2 separate regions of the Sus scrofa genome follow, and region 1 is linked to region 2. The links are chromatin contacts, called in public Hi-C maps. All regions are on one chromosome and are shown on one strand. The core of a region is the stretch at or near the end of the contact, and the rest is flanking DNA. Distances in the headings are between cores, read along the strand shown. Region 1 overlaps ZBTB20 (zinc finger and BTB domain-containing protein 20). Region 2 overlaps ZBTB20 (zinc finger and BTB domain-containing protein 20).

The links. Hi-C and Micro-C count contacts between places; a contact is called where the count stands out from the background.
Region 1: a contact with region 2 is called in a Hi-C map of subcutaneous adipose tissue, with 2.9 times the contacts expected there. The contact joins two enhancer-like sites. A contact is called at or near these places in 5 of 47 Hi-C or Micro-C datasets (heart right ventricle, liver, skeletal muscle and 1 more) and 1 of 2 datasets of contacts at active chromatin or transcription factors (skeletal muscle).

What each region holds. Positions count from the first base shown.
Region 1 is chr13:145,568,611-145,571,310 of Sscrofa11.1, forward strand. All of the region lies in intron 5 of ZBTB20 (zinc finger and BTB domain-containing protein 20), which reads left to right. Among named protein-coding and RNA genes, the nearest start is that of DRD3, 200 kb to the right of the region's middle. Within about 2 kb of position 1,396, at least 23 of the 83 cell types and tissues checked have an H3K27ac peak or open chromatin away from gene starts, as enhancers often do. A contact at or near this core is called in subcutaneous adipose tissue, where this site is marked.
Region 2 is chr13:145,359,686-145,362,385 of Sscrofa11.1, forward strand. The region is part of intron 4 of ZBTB20 (zinc finger and BTB domain-containing protein 20); the gene reads left to right. Among named protein-coding and RNA genes, the nearest start is that of DRD3, 410 kb to the right of the region's middle. Within about 2 kb of position 1,401, at least 17 of the 83 cell types and tissues checked have an H3K27ac peak or open chromatin away from gene starts, as enhancers often do. A contact at or near this core is called in subcutaneous adipose tissue, where this site is marked.

The sequences.
Region 1 (2,700 bases), core at 146-2,645, 210 kb after region 2:
TGGGTGGCAACCTACTGTGGAGGCAATCTGTGAACCCGAGGTCAACATCCTGGTGAGAAATCTCTGCAGGTAGCAAGGGATACAGCCAGTCAGCACTGAGATAGAAGATCCATGTCCTCTTCAGCTTAGTCAGAGCACTTCCTGCTTTGTTTCTGATCCTGTTTCTAAGGATATTTGGCACAGTGTTTGGCTTGTACTTGGCACCACCGTCTTTGGGAAATAAGAATGCCTTACATGTGTACAGTGCTCTGGAGAACAGTTTTACACAGAGTATCCTTCTTGTTCCCTCTCAACTCTATTGTAACTGTTCATGTTCCCATTTTATGGATGAGGAAAACTGATGGAATTATATGTGCAAGTGTAGCAAGTAAGTTTTAGAGCAAGGACTGCTCTTAGGTCTTTTCTGTGTCACTACCACAATGATTTAACAGGTCATCTCCAGACACCATCCTAAAAATACACTTTTTTTCCATTTTCCCCTAAATAGACTTGCTTATACTTATTGTTGATCAGAACTGTTTGGGAGAGCAACAAGCCTCATGAGATCATCGTGAAAATGTGGGCTTTTAATACCCATAATACCAATAACACAGAGATTTCTCTGTGTTTCCACCATCCATAACATGGGGAGGATGTTCAATGAGCCTAGCACGGACCTTATGTCTGGACATTCAATCTGGAGAAGAGGTCGTCTATCCCAACTCTTCCTTCTCTTCCTGAATTTCCTTTCCATTAAAATCTCACTCCCACTCCTCAATTCAAATAATATTTAATAACTTTAATATTTTAATAACTCAGGGGCAGCCGTACCTCACATCTTTCTGTGCCCTTCCCTTCCTCCTAAGGGGCAGAATCCCTGAGTGATCCTAGTAAGTTCTGAAAAGCCTTAGCCGGGTAGATAATGGGTAAAGATCATTGCATTTCAGCTCCCTGATCCATTACACTCCTGCCTTTCACCAGCATGCAGAGCCTCGTGTTTTTTTTTTCTTCTAACAGAATAAATTAAATATGAAAGAGAAGGACTAATGTAATTCAAATAAACATGTTAATGACCCTATTTTTCCATTTGGTAACTAGACCGGATGTGGTGGAATGCCAGTTTTTTACTGAGCCTGTAATTTAAAACTTTCAACAAGGACACTTTTTTCCCCTTTTATTTCCATCCTCCACTCCCACCGCCTTTTATTCTTACAGACACTCCTTACTGTCCAATTAGTTTTGGAACACGAAAACTGTCCTCATGGCTGCCTGGAGTCACTGGGGACCTGGGCTGGTTTATCTCTGTGGGATGGCTTGGAAGTCTCGGGTTTCACTGGCGATTTCCCTGCTAGAGCTCTGTGCTGTTGGTGGGATGCGCACAAGGAGGGGGCACGATTCACACACCTCCCCTCTGGCCCCCGAACCCCATTTTGTGAAGTTTTGATGATGTTTTGCCTGCACATGCTTTGCTGCTCTGGGCGGTGCTTGCACATCACATTTGGAAACGGGGAGAGTTTAGTGTGTTGTTAACCCTGTCAGTAGCCATCCGTTCCAGTACACTTTTCTACGACTCAAAGCCATCTTCTGAAAGCTTGTTATCATCCAACTGAACCTCTTCCTGACTCAATGTCCCCCACATGACCCCTGAGTTTCTTTCTTTCCCTGTCCAACTCTAAGCTCCTTGTCTCCCTCTGCACCCCAAGAGTAGTCATGTTCCCCAGTATCCCCTAGCCCTCCTCCAGAAAACAAAACCCAAAATGAAGCCCTTTCTCTCCTCCAAATTTCTTACTTGCCACCTGCCTGCTACATTCACCCCTCCATTAGCTATAGACCCTGACTTTTCTCCAAAAGTGTGTGTGCATTTGATCCCTAATTTCTCTTCCACCCCCAAAATGTGCTGTCCCTTTGGCGTTTTACCTGCTAGAACCAGCTCTCTTGTTTCTTTTGCTTTGGTCAGTTTCCAGTGTTTGAAGGAAAACTTTTTGATCTGAATACATTTCCGTTTTTTTTTTTTTCCCCCAATTTACATGGGAGGGAGGAAAGGAGGGGAGAGGGGGCTCTGGCCCTGTTACTTCCTGTTTGTTTTGGTTCTGGAGAATGCAGACCATCTGTGCCTCTCGGAAACTAGTCTACAGCCATCGTGCTGATTCCGATATTTAACTTCTTAGTTTTTCCCTTGTTTCTCTCTAAATAATTTTCTATTCCTTCTCCAAAAACTCCAAACCCCTCATTAAATATTTCTTCCTGAAATTTCTTATCTTAATAGTACCTCTGGATACAGTTCCATTCCCATTAAGGCCAGGATTCAAATTAAGTAAACAATAATGGGAGAGGAAAAAAAGAGAGAGAAGGGAGAGAGGAAGGAGTAGGCGAAAGAAAAAAAAAAAAGTAGGTTCACTTTTTAGAAATGGATTTTACCGATTCCCAGTTCCTGTGTCCTCAAATCCATCGTTGAGGTTCAGCCTCACCTGTCAGGTGGACTTGCATTTTTCTGAAGACACATCTGTGGATGTTGGATCTCTCTAAGAGTGATCAGAGAGAGTCCCTCAGGAGTTTATTTTTCCAGCCACACAGTTTTTGGTTAAGGTCGTACTCTCTCATCATAACCAAGGCGGTTATTTCCCACAACTGGTAGAGAGCTCTCTTTTTAGAGAGCTGCTCACCAAATCCCAACATGTAGTCACCTTATGTAAAAGTCCTGTGCTCTGGATTACAGTTTTC
Region 2 (2,700 bases), core at 151-2,650:
GCTCTATAGCAATGTCTCTGCTATTCATTCATTCATTCCTTGGCTACATCTTGTCCAACAAGGGCTGGATCCCAGTCTGGAGTTGTAGGGGACTCTTCCTTGGGCACCCTCCATCAGCCTCAGAAGTTGAGGTTGCTCCTTATATTTGCTTATTCTTATATACCTTACAATTCTTTTTACTTCTTACTAGTTACTCCCTTGTTGCTCCAATCCCCTGTTCTAGTTAGTACTTCTTTATATTAAACTTTCCGTGTTCAAATTGCTGTGTGATTTCTCACTCCTGATGGACCCTGACCTATATATGACCAAAAAGTATTAAAATAATCTGTATTGTTTGCAAATGGGGGGAAGTAAATATTCTAAGCCATCTCTTTATGGAATGGATTAGAATTAGTATGACATGCCTTATCCAGGCCTGGCTATTAAATGAACAGAATTTTGAGAATTTGATACTGGATTTAAAGGTGACATAAGACTATGATGCTATCTATATACCATTTGTAATTATACATGTGGTTTTCAGAACCCAATTTTAAAGTACTTACTTAATTTTACTTGAGTTTTTTTTTAATGTAAACTACACTAAAGCAAATTGTAAAAGTCTGGACTTCAAAGGTAACTTGCTAGTCTTGAAAAGATGTTGCAAAATAAAAACACTATAAGGTGAATTTGTAGGTTATTAATACTAGGGGAATAAAGATAACATTCTTTTTTGAGAACTCATAGCAATAGAGGTAGTTATTGCTATTATCCCTATTTTACAAATAGAAAAATAGAGGTTCAGTAAGGTTAAGGAACTGACCTAACATGGTATTTGCAGTATGTTTCAGAGCCAGAATTTGAACTTAGGTCTTCCTGTGAGCCCTGGCTGTAAACCATTGCTCTCTGCTTCCAGAACGTTACCACAAAAGTAAATAGCAAGCTACCTGGGTAAACAAACACAGAACACTTATGTGATTTTGATCAAAGATCCAGAAAAAAGAAACTCTAATGTATCTCTAGAATGTACAGCACACCCTGAGATATTTCTGAGACAATGTATTATTCTTATCTAACAAGATATGGACAAACTGGGTGAACACTGGTGATCAAATCCCCAGAACCAAAGTGAGAACAGTGTATCAAAAAAAAGCTCAGAAGCCTTAATTCAGAGCTGAATTGAAGGCAGATGAAATATTAACAGCAGTTCTAGCAGCACAAAATGAAATATGAGATCCTGTATCAGAAATTATTAGTAACCTGTTAAAAGAAATGCTGAAAAATGGCAGTTACCAAATTAAAACTGGGAAACAGAGCCCAAATGGGAAATTTCAAAAAGTTTGGAGGAAAATAAATGACAGATTGTCCTCTTGGCTCTTATTACTATGCCATCCTAAATCCTACTTGGCAATACATGGTGGAGGTGAAATAACTGCATCACTGCCAGTGCTGGTCCTCAGATTTGTAGTCCTAAGTGTCTGTGAGGGTGTCTGGGATTGATTGGAAAAGTAGTTGGAATTTAGTAGCTTTATCTAAATTGAAGAATCTGGAGACTCTTATTATGAAAGGCTTCCTCTCATTTGTGAATTGGCCCCTTTGCTCCACTTTTGGATGCCTGGCTTCCTCCATGCCGAGCTGCACTAAATGTTTCTACATGGGAAAGCTATTCTCCTTAAGTGCTTTCAAATTTAAAGCATCTATCTGGATATGTTCATGTTTATGACTCAAAATATCTAGCATCACAAAAAGAGGGAAAGGTTAGAAATACCAAATACTGGGTAGTAAATGAAGGCGATATTTTTCCATCGGTAACTGAGTGCAAAGAAATGACTATAAGCAGAGTTGTTGAGCAGTTGGTGCCAGAGAGAAAAAGGAAATGAGCTATAGAACCATAGAATCTTAGTGTTGGCAGAGACTATGGAGTTCATGCAGTCCAACCCTATCATTTTTCAATGAAGAGACTGAGACATGGGGAGTTAAGGGACTTGACTTGCCCTAGACACATAGTTGTTTACTGACAGTCAGGCCAAAAACATTTCCCAACTCCCAGTCTGGAACTCTGTAGTTCAGCATGCTGCTGCCATTCTCTACTGAAAATTAACACTAACCCAGCCTGGAACAAAGAAGAATTCAGCATCTGTGGGGAGCAAGAAAAGTGATAAATTTTGAGATAGAAATCAGGCTGGGGAAAGGATAGGGGGAAGGCATGATTCTTTTTCCTTGTGACTCATTGGCCAAATTTGTGCAAGGCGTTTTGTGCCAGTTTACTCCCCCATGTCTTCCCACAAAAAATAATAGGATCCTTTAGTTGTAATTCCCCAGGGTTCGTATTTATGCATTCAGATTTGATTTGCTTAGAGAATTTTCCCATGTACAGGTTATCTTGATTGGTTTGTGGGTGGCATTGCTATTGATTCCCATTATTTATGTGAGCCTGACTTTTTTCTCTGCACTGATATGTGCTCCAAAGTCCTTGTAGGGAGAATCTTCTCCAAGGGAAACCCTAACTGAGGATCAGATGTAAATTTAAGATGCGAAAATTATCTTCTGTTAACCTTTTTATTCCATTAGCCTCATAGAGAAGTTGAGCCATATGGAGGCCTTATAATCAGGTGTTAGGCAAAATATTTTTCTTTATTTGGAAGCATAGGATAATTTGAAGATAACCAGTAGCAAAGAAGATACAATAAAAAATGTCCCAATAGGACTCCCTGTGAAATA